Regions from separate parts of the Mus musculus genome. Here regions 1 and 3 are each linked to region 2. A link is a contact called in public Hi-C and HiChIP or PLAC-seq data. All regions are on one chromosome and are shown on one strand. The core of a region is the stretch at or near the end of the contact, and the rest is flanking DNA. Distances in the headings are between cores, read along the strand shown.

Evidence for each region. A called contact is a pair of places that touch in the nucleus more often than the background predicts. HiChIP or PLAC-seq counts read pairs in DNA pulled down with a chosen protein or histone mark.
Region 1: an H3K27ac HiChIP or PLAC-seq map of extraembryonic endoderm stem cells shows a contact between it and region 2. The contact joins two enhancer-like sites. A contact is called at or near these places in 3 of 484 Hi-C or Micro-C datasets (ECoMG-derived neutrophils, extraembryonic endoderm stem cells and group 2 innate lymphoid cells), 3 of 115 datasets of contacts at active chromatin or transcription factors (acute myeloid leukemia, astrocytes and extraembryonic endoderm stem cells) and 1 of 9 other capture datasets (embryonic stem cells).
Region 3: a contact with region 2 is called in a Hi-C map of group 2 innate lymphoid cells, with 4 times the contacts expected there. The contact joins two enhancer-like sites. A contact is called at or near these places in 1 of 484 Hi-C or Micro-C datasets (group 2 innate lymphoid cells), 2 of 115 datasets of contacts at active chromatin or transcription factors (CD8 T cells and differentiating embryonic stem cells) and 1 of 9 other capture datasets (embryonic stem cells).

Annotation. Positions count from the first base shown.
Region 1 is chr5:75,824,774-75,828,225 of GRCm38.p6, reverse strand. No RefSeq gene overlaps it. Among named protein-coding and RNA genes, the nearest start is that of Gm32727, 150 kb to the left of the region's middle. Within about 2 kb of position 1,730, at least 70 of the 459 cell types and tissues checked have an H3K27ac peak or open chromatin away from gene starts, as enhancers often do. A contact at or near this core is called in extraembryonic endoderm stem cells and group 2 innate lymphoid cells, where this site is marked.
Region 2 is chr5:75,384,619-75,388,033 of GRCm38.p6, reverse strand. No RefSeq gene overlaps it. Among named protein-coding and RNA genes, the nearest start is that of Gm24502, 170 kb to the left of the region's middle. Within about 2 kb of position 2,128, at least 13 of the 459 cell types and tissues checked have an H3K27ac peak or open chromatin away from gene starts, as enhancers often do. A contact at or near this core is called in extraembryonic endoderm stem cells and group 2 innate lymphoid cells, where this site is marked.
Region 3 is chr5:75,661,308-75,664,650 of GRCm38.p6, reverse strand. No RefSeq gene overlaps it. Among named protein-coding and RNA genes, the nearest start is that of Gm32558, 12 kb to the left of the region's middle. Within about 2 kb of position 1,985, at least 20 of the 459 cell types and tissues checked have an H3K27ac peak or open chromatin away from gene starts, as enhancers often do. A contact at or near this core is called in group 2 innate lymphoid cells, where this site is marked.

The sequences.
Region 1 (3,452 bases), core at 481-2,980, 440 kb before region 2:
AAGGGATGGAGTGTCTATGCAGAGAACGTTTAGCCGTTGATCTTGGAGATCAAGCTGAGTCAGGAGGGAAATGGGGACCCAGCTGAGGTGAAGGCCCAGGTTATGGCTCATGTCTGTGGGGCTGGAGACTTGGAGGAAAAACACAGGCAAAGAGCTGGAAAGATAAGGATCCGGTGAGAGGGAGGGTGGTTGAGCTAAGCTCATAGCGGGTTATAGTGATGGAGAATGACGAACTGGAAGGTATGACAGAAGTGGAGAGCTGTGTCATGGGATGAGAAGACACTGAGATGCTGGGTAAGAAGAACATAATGAACAGAAATCAATGAGTGGGATCCAAGTTGGCACCCAAATGTGCAGGAATCTGCATTCAAGTGTAATATAATAAATTTTAATAGAAAGTTGGAAGTCAAAAATAAACATAAAAAAGAAAATGAAACTATATGTTATTCTCCTACGCACAAAAAGCCTCTCTCAATAACTGAGGATGTATCATCCCCGTGTGCCTTATATATGTGTGTCATACAAAAATGAGTCATTTTAGAACATCAGCGATTGAATGCTGTAGTATGGGCAGCTTTTCCCATTAATTAATATTCTTATATATTTATTTAATGACTATATAGGATGTTGCTTCAAACATACGCTAATTAGTCATCCAGTCCTATGATACAAAGTTTAAATTGGTTTCAGTTTTTACTGTTAGAAACAATAGGCGGATGAATGGGATTTCAGATGCCTTTGTACAGAGCTGTGACTGCTTATTCCTTGTGAAAAAGACTCTAGATTTATTGGGCAATTCCTCCCTCTGATGACCAAAGGGTATTCAGTATTTTGAGGCTTTTGGTACATACTGTTCTCTGGGCACCAAGCTGTCCTCTGAAAATATTTTACCAGTTTATAGCCATCTCAGTGGGATATGATAATGCTCAGGTCTCATATAATCTTTTTTTTTTTTTACCATGACCCCTAAAAAGGTATTTACTTTGGGAGATTGCTCAAATCCTTTCTGACTCTAGTCTGATGTTTCCACGGTGAGAATATGTGCTAGCATTTATTGGCTGTTGAGCCACAGGGCTAGAAGGCTTAACCTCCCATCAGAAGGCTTGGGGTGCCATTTTTAAATTGTTAGAAAGTTTTGTCCTAAAGCAGCACAGGATGGCAAAGTGGCTCCAGATGAAGGAAGAGGCTGCCAGCTATCTTGTCCTTAGGTGTTTTTTGTAGTGGCCCATCTTCCCTCCAGCTCGTACTTTCTCTGAGTATTGGTGTTCCTATTTCACAGACCATCATCCTTGCCGGCTCATTCTCAACACCCATGGACAGGAAGGTCACTCCAACAACAAACATGCTTGGATAGACTCTTCCTGCCTCCTGGCCCCTTCTTGCCAATTCAGCTCTTACTAGGAATTTGAGTTCTGCCTGTGCCTTTGTGGCCTGATATCTTCCATTTCACCTTAGATAACACTTAGTGAGCTGCTCTGTGGTTTATGGTGACACTCTCACGGTGGCACACCCATAATAATAGAAGCCCGCATATATACATTCTTCATTTCTCACGAGTCCTTCTCTCTTCTCCCTATCTGCATCTCTTGTCCAACCAACAGCATTTCCTTCTCGGTCTCCTCTCTAGAGAATTTTAAAAAGCTGTGGCTGTCGTCATCTTCCTGTGGCCACAACATGATTCACCGGCCAGTTAAGACGGTTTGACTCCAAGAGCAGAATAAACAAGAATCACTGATAAGGAGGGGGGAGGTTCCTCCTGTGACAGCACAGGGTTGCATAAGGCTCATTGTTCACCTTCAAAACAATGGCTTGTGATTGGAAAACAAAAAGAGACCATAAGAATGAACTAGCACCTGAATAAATGAAGTGATGTTTGAGAAAGCTCTGGCTTACGCAGACTGTTATCAGGGTATCCAGAAGTTGAGTCATGGTTTTCCCTTTTGCTAAGAGCTTGTTTGAAAGTGTCATTAGAACACCAATGAGTTTAAATAGAAGGAAAATGTTTTAGCTCCTTAGCACAATTGTTGTCCTTCAGAAGGGACTGAGAAGCAAAATCTGTGTCCAGACAATGAAATCTCACTCCAGTTGTTTAGTGCCAGATTAGGGTATCGTTTGTAGGGATAAGCCTGTATTTTTATATGCTGTTTCTCTAAGACTTCCATATGTGAACACACATGCACAGGTACTGGTTCAATTAACACGACATTATTTTTTTTAACAGACACATATGTACACCTAAAATGAGAGTTGTGTCTGTAAATGCTGTAGTCTTGTCCTAGAAAGAAGAACTTGCGTGAAGTGTGGGTTTTAGAGGGACTCTCTCTCTCCCCTCCCCTTGTTCTAAGTACAGGCTAGTGACTGTCATTAGTGCTGATCGTAGGAGCATGTGCCAAAGGGTGACAGAAGAGCAGTAATCCTTCATGTCAGCTGCTGGGTGTGATGCCACAGAGATGCAGGTCCTCCGAGGCTGCCAGGCTGCCTCCCTGCTCTGGGAAGTGGAAGCCAGTGATAAATGTCAATACACTTCCAATGGTTGGGAGTGAACCGGGCCTGTCTGGATCCTATGCAGGGGTGGCAGAGCTCAGGATCTAGCTGCCAGATGGCACTTAGGAACTAGGCACGTGGGATGCTTGGGGGAGGTTTTATTAGCAGAGACAAGTGGCCAGGCACCTCTGGGTGCCACCTTGTCCCCTCTAAGGACTCTCTTTCACTGCAGTGCACGTTCCAAGTTTCCTTTTAAATACCCATTAAGCACACATAAATACCCATTAAGCACACAACCATTCCCTTCCCCATTCCAGTGGCCGTGTTGAGATGCGACTGGAGAATATTGGATAAGGGGAATCACTGAAATAGGCAAGTGGATGCAGGGTGTCATGGAACAAAGCCTTGTTGCAGGGAGACCACCCCACTGTCAGAAGAAAGGATTTTTGTTATAGGTGGATTTTGTTTTGTTTTAGTGAGTGACAACATTTCTTTCGAAAGATATCGTCAGAGTGGAAAGGGAGATGTCGCTAGGACTCACTTCCTGACTCCCTGAAAGTGAGTCTGTGGGACAGCACTCAGCAGTACCAGAGAACAACAAACATACTTATTTTTCTTTCTGCTGAGTCAGGAAGAAAAATGCCTTTCCCACACTAAAACCCACCTTTGCGATTTTAGCTTCAATTTACAAAAGTGCCTCCTGTGGACTCGCTTCTCCTCCCAATCATAGAATCTGATGTAGAAATAGACCACAGATGGGGGTGGCCCCTGATTCTGATGTCACAGTTACCATGCAGCCAAGTCCTCAGCCCCTCAGGTCCTACCTGGCTTGACTCTCCATTAGCAACTACATCTTACTGAAAGTTGACCGTGTGACATGTGCCGTACACTTACTGTTTAACCTGTCACCATCTGTAAGGCAGGCCTTGCTGGTACCCCTGTCAGATGACAAAACTGAGACTTACAGG
Region 2 (3,415 bases), core at 879-3,378:
TGCTCATTTGCAGGCTCCCTTGGATTCCTCTGCGAGCAGGGCAGAACCATAGGAGAGAACAGCCGCAGAGGGATGGGAGCTTGTTGCCTGGCTCCAGGCTCCTCTGCCAGCGCTCCCTGTCCACAGTTGTAGCCGAATGACTGAAGACCCAGCCTGGTTGTCAGATCTGGCGTCTTGTCTCACTGCTGTACCTAACTGGTTAAGATAACTCTCTAAACGTCTGTAAGTTCAGTTTTACTGTGAATAAAAACGAGCATCCTAACAATAGCTCCTGATTTTATTGCTGATGCTTAATAAATAATATTCTCGCTGCTGGAGGCAAAATATTCTGCTTCAAATAGCCGACCTTCTACAGAGAGGGTTGAAAGAATAGTAGTATTTAGAGTAGATAGGGCATATTAGCTGTGGTAAATACTGAGGAAGGAAATAGAGGTAGGAAAGGCGATAAGTGCTGGTGCAGTAGAGAATATGTTTTCAGAATTGGTGAGGAGAGGAGACATGCTGTTGTCGTCTTCGTAGTAGTAGTCGTTGTCGTCTTCGTCGTTGTCATTGTCATTGTGGTGTCATCGTTGTCGTTAGTGCTAATGATTAAAGAAGACATTGGACAAGAGTTGCACCACTGAGCTACGTCCATATAGCTGACCTGGGCTATAACAATTCTCCTGCCTTTGATTTCCAAGTGCTGGCATTAAGACAAGAATCATTATGACTGGCATTGGAAACTTCTAATGGCGACCTTGAGGAGAAAAGGAACTCGGCTCTGGCCTGAGTTCAAGCTCCATTTATGCCACATGAGCAAGTCAGTGTATCATCTTGTGACTTTGTGTCCTTTTTCATCAACTGAGCACTAGGGGCGGGGATCGTTTTTGAAGTATTATTTCATGAGTATTTTCTAAGCACCACAAGGCAGCCTCTGCCCTTGGCACAAGTGTTGCCAAGGTGAACGTGAAATCTAAGGCTTTGGATTGGTTACGTTTCAAATTGCTGTGACCGTATGCATGACAAGAAGCATCTTGAAGGAGAATGGCTTGCTTTGACTCACAGGTTGAAGGGATCAGCCCATCACTGTGGGAAAAGAATAATATAGGCAGAGGCATGAGGTGGTGTGTCCTGCTGCATCTACAGTCTAGAAGCAGAGAGTTAAGCAGCAAATGGGGCTGAGTAATGGAACCTCAAGACCCTCCTACTCCCTCTGGTGAGGCTCCGTCTCCTAAAATCTCTCACGCTCCCCAAACTGTACCACCCGCTTGGGACCAGGTATTCACATGCATGAGTGTATGGGGGAGAGGAGCATTTCACTTTCAAACTGTCACATGGTACGCGTGCTCTTTGGACCTCGCATTCAAGGGAGGAAATGGGTTGGCTAACGCAAGCCACTATCTTTGATTGACCTAAGAGCTCCGAAATGAATTGAACATGTAAATGTCAACAAGTGGGAAGTTACTCTTACTAACTTTTTGGCAGATGCTGGGGATAGAACCCACTGCTTTGTGCATGATAAGTCAGCCCTCTGCTGCTGAGCAACACTGTCCTGGAGGGTAACTGTTTTCAGTACAGTCATACCTTGCTCTGTGACATTGCCTCTGTGAATCAGGGCTGTGAAGATGTAGTGTCAGGCTTGAACAGGAAGCCACCAGCCACTGGGGAGCTGCAGGAGCAGTACCAGGCATGACAGGGACCAGAGATTTTCCTCTGGAGCCTTGAGGAAAGCCTCCTAGCCCCGCCCAGTCTTAGTGATTGTAGCCTGTGAAGTCAGAAACTGTGTGAAAGCATTGTTCCAGACTAGCATAAGTGGGCTGTCATCGTCAGTCACTTCTGTCACCACATACTTTTAGAAACTTTCTTGGCTTGGTGGGTTTTGTACTATCTGCCATCAGAAAGGTCTACTTCCCAGGAGTCTTCCTTTGGCCATTACCGTATTCCTTCCCTGCTAGATCTCAACCCTTTGATTTCCTGGACCCCCATGGCATCCTAAACTTCGTCCTTAAGCTTGGCTTTCCAGTCTCAGTGACTCCTACTACAGGCCTGACTGTGTTTCATTAGCAAGCACTTTACACCACTGTCAGGCCACTGATGGAGACTGTTGATGAGAGAAGATCAGCCCCTAACATTCCCCCACCCCCAGTCCCTCCCTGGGGTGACCTCAGTCTATTGTGCGGCTTTGTTTATCATCTTTTAATCATTACAACTGTTAGTCTCTAACCTGATCTTAACAGGTTCTTCAAGGGACAGCAGACAGTCATGCTGAGACTTGATGACAAGATTAGGTAAACCTGCTTTGTTGGAGGAATCTGTGTCCAGGCTGGCCTTGGAGAAACTTAAGTCTCAGAATACAGTGGTGGTGGTGTACACCTCTAATCCTAGCCCTCGGGAGGCAGTGGATCTCTGAGCTGGAGGCCAGCCTGGTCTATAGAGTGAGTTTCAAGATAGCCAGGGCTACACAGACAAACCCTGTCTATGAAAAATCAAAACAAAACAAAACAAAAAAATTGCTCAGTTCCTTCTTGGCCCCTGTGAATGCCACTTGCTCTGAGCCTCTGACTAGTGGCTGCTGCCTATGGCTAACTCTGGTCATCACAGGAACTTGCTGTTTTTAATCTGCTGTCCTTCTGATTATGATCTTTGCCTTCTAAAGCTCTATAATGATTAATCTTCATAATCAACTCGGTCTAAGTTCCTAGCAGACTAGTCCTCTCCTAGGTAACAACTGCAAAACCTGTATAAAATTAAGAAGCAAAGCCAGATACAATGAAACACGCACATACATATGCTCACACACATGACACACATTTATATGAGCACACACACACACATGCATATGCCCACACATTACACACACATGTGTATGTGCACACACATATGCCCACACACATGACAAACATGTATATGTGCACACACACACACATATGCCCACACACATGACAAACATATATATGTGCACACACACACATATGCCCACACACATGACAAACATGTATATGTGCACACACACACATGCATATGCCCACATATTACATACACATGTGTATGTGCACAAACACACACACACACACACACACACACACACTCATATATGCACATTGATGGTTAATCTTCATTGTCAACCTGTTGGGATTTAACATCACCATGAAAACGCACCTCTGGGGTGTGTCTGAAGTTGTTTCTAAAAAGATTTAACAGGGCAGGGAACACTCTGAATGCTGGCTGCACCATCCTATGGGTTGAGGTCTGAATAAAATAGAGAGAGTGAATAGAAGACCAACATTTGTGTCTTTTTCCTCCTGCAAATGATCAGCTGCCTCCTTCTCTGATGGACCTTCCTGCCCTGATGACCTGTCCTCTTAAACAACAAGCCAAGATAAGCCGTTCTTTATGTTGCCTTTGTCAAGCATTTTGTTACAACAAGACATGGGTG
Region 3 (3,343 bases), core at 736-3,235, 280 kb before region 2:
CTCTCTCTCTCTCTCTCTCTCTCTCTCTCTCTCTCTAAAGAGATCTCTGTATCAAGACAGATAGGTAGAAGATAGATAGATAGACAGATAGATAGATAGATAGAAAGAGATAGAGATAGAGATAGAGATAGAGATAGAGATAGAGATAGAGATAGAGATAGAGATAGAGATAGAGATAGAGATAGAGATAGGTAGGTAGGTAGAAAGATGATTCATTAGAATGGTTTACAGGCCATGATTTAGTTAGTCCAACAATGGCTGTCTTCCAATGGAAGGTTAAGAATCCAATAGCTGTTCAGTCCATGACGTTGGATGTCTTAGCTGGTTTTCAGTATACTCTAGAATCCCAAAGAAGTAGGCTCTGATACCAGTGAAGGAATGGACTTGCAAGCAGGAGTGAGAACAAGCAGGCAAAAAGAGCCATTATCTTTCTCCATTCCCTTTTGAGAAATTGCCAACAGAAGGTATGGCCCAGAATGAAAGTATATCTTCCTACTTCAAAGTATCTGGATTAAAAGTGGGTTTTCCCTTCCCCTATTCTGCCATATGGTGGCAAGGGCCTGCGGGTCTCCAGGCTCCCACACCCCAAAGTTGGAAGAGTGGTTTGCAGCTCTCCTGAGCAGCAAAGTAGAGTTGGCTCTGGTGGCCTGGACACAAGCAAGCCAGTCCTAAGGCCAGGAGAGTGGATGAGATGGCCTTACCCCTCAACTGATCAAAGCAGGAGAGCTGAACTCAGTTTCCACCCAGGCAAATATCCAGGGCTTTGAGTTGACCTACCCCCAGCATCTACACCATCTACAGAGCACGTGGAAGGGCTGGTTCTGCAGATCCAAAGCTGTAGGGTCTCCATGACACAGGGCAACAGTAGGACTTGAGAGGAGTTTCGGTGAGGATGCAGGATTGATGGAGTAGAAGGAGCCAGAGGCCCTGAGCCAGGGCAACCACTCACTACAATGAACAATTTTAAGTAAAAGCTCTTTGGGCAAAAGGGTGTATTGTGTGACACACCATGATACACCACTACTTCCACAGTGAGACTTTTGTTGCTATTTTTTGGTCTTTAAAAATTTTTTATTTTATTTTATTTTTCTTTGGTGGGAGGAGGTTGCAAGGGTGGAAGGCAAATATGAAGAGGTGAGTTGAGTAGGATTGTGGTACATGATATGAAATTTATAGATAATCAATTAAAAAATTTAAAAAGTTGGTCTTCCCACTTTAAATGATTTAATTAAGGGAAAAAAATCCTTCAAAGGTGTACCCAGCTGCATGGGTTATAGTTAATTCCAGATGTCGTCAAGTTGACAACCAAGAATAGCCAACACACTCTTCACAATTGAGTTTCCTCCTGAATGAAATAATAACTATTGTAGTTGGTCATTGAAGAGACTGGACCAATGGATGTATTTAGATTTAAATGGACATATTACACTTAGGATGTGAAAGCACACATAGTACAGATCCCCATTCCCAATTCTGAACAGACATAACCAATCAAATACAGCACTCCTTCCCCAGAACCTGTTAGAAATCTGTACTCTTTTTGTTTGTTTTTGAGACAGGGTTTCTCTGTCTAGCCCTGGCTATCCTGGAACTTGCTCTTTAGACCAGGATGGCCTTGAACTCACAGAGATCTGCCTGAGTCTGTCTCCCAAGTGCCGGGGTCAAAGGCGTGTGCCACCCCCACCACCTGTCAGACACCTGTACTCTTAACAAAGCTACTTTATTTAGGTAGTTGTTCATTGCTTAGCTCACCAAATGGAAACTATTGAGTCCAGCAGAAAATCTAGCTGAAGGGACAGAGAAAATCTTTTCCTTCACACCAGTCTTCTACACCCAACAGTCTGTCGGAATAACGCATAGCTTGATTAGAAACAAACAATGCCTTAACTGCCTTAACGGAGAAGTTTGGCACTGAGACCAGGCAGCCTGTTGTGTAGGCACAGGGTTTTCAGCTGCCTCAGACCGTCTATTCATACAGAAACAAGCAGCCATGAGGACAGTCCCTGCTGTCCTCATTCTTCATCCGCTACGGAACAGCAGCAACTGCTAAGCCACCGACCACAAAGAGAAAGGTCACTCTCTCACAAAACACACCACAGTCCCACCGAGGCGCTCAGGAAGAGCACGCACACTTCAAAGCCAGCCGTGGAGGGAGACACGCAGATGAGCCACCACTCAAGAACACTCATCTCACGAAAGGAGTATCTCCACCGAGGACCCAGCCCTCGGGAGGTCAAACCCTTCACAGAAAAACCCACATCATAAAAGCTGCATTCAACCAACAAGGGTGTAATCAACAGTGGGGGGAGACACGGGGGTGGGGGTGGGGGGAGGTAGCTTGTGGAGGCAGAACAACAGGGATGGCTGGTGCCCTCGGGGGAAGGTGATGCTTTCACATCAAGTAGGAAAGCTGAGATTCCTCTGTCCTCTGTCGCTTCCACAACCCTCTGTGAGCGCAGGGAGTTGATTCTCTCATGAGGCTCAGATGAACAAGGCAGTTCTTTGAAACGCAGAGGAAGAGAGGTTCCTGTGGGGCACAGGACACTCATGAGACACATGAGAGAGTGGAAAAAGTAGAAATCCTGAGACTTTCCTATCCTGGGACCTCCCTCATGTGAACATTCCAGTCCAACCTCATTCCCACCATTCTCTTAGAGAAGTTAGTAGGAGATAGCAGAGCAGCCATTCTGACTTCTTTACCACTCTTTGTGGTTTTTTAAAGGTGAAAGCAAATGGCATCATGGTCACTCACAGCTGAGCAAAAGACAATAGAGGGCTTGCTCATATGTTGGCCGGATGGATGCTGCCAAAAGTCTTCAGATGAGCTAGGAGGGTGGCTCAGTGCTCTAGTGCCTGCCCAGCTTATGTAGGGGCCTGGGTCTAGCATGACAAATAAATAATGATAATAATTATTAAGTAAATTAATAAGTATTTTGGATTCAAGAGAGAACACTAGAGAGTTCTTTCCAACTGCATTACCATAGCCATCTGTTTAGGACAAGAGAGCAAAGCCCTCAGAAACAAAATCTTTATATCTTTGAGATGAGCAATACTTCTCTTCCGGGATTGCTTAAGTGGAGAGAAGAAGAACAAAACATAATACATCCATAATACAGTGTGTTTTAGGCACTATGGCAATGTCATCATGTCCACTGTCTCTGTTATTCAAATGATCAATAGATCCAGAAAGAGCCCAAAGACAATCTGTGAGTGAATCTGTGCAATGAAAATGAAAGGTGTGGCTTCATTTCAGGAGGCCAGAACAACTGACAATCATCTGATTAAAAATCACAATATCTCCTAACTGGAAAGTTTCAGAATGACAGTAATTTGAAACCCAATC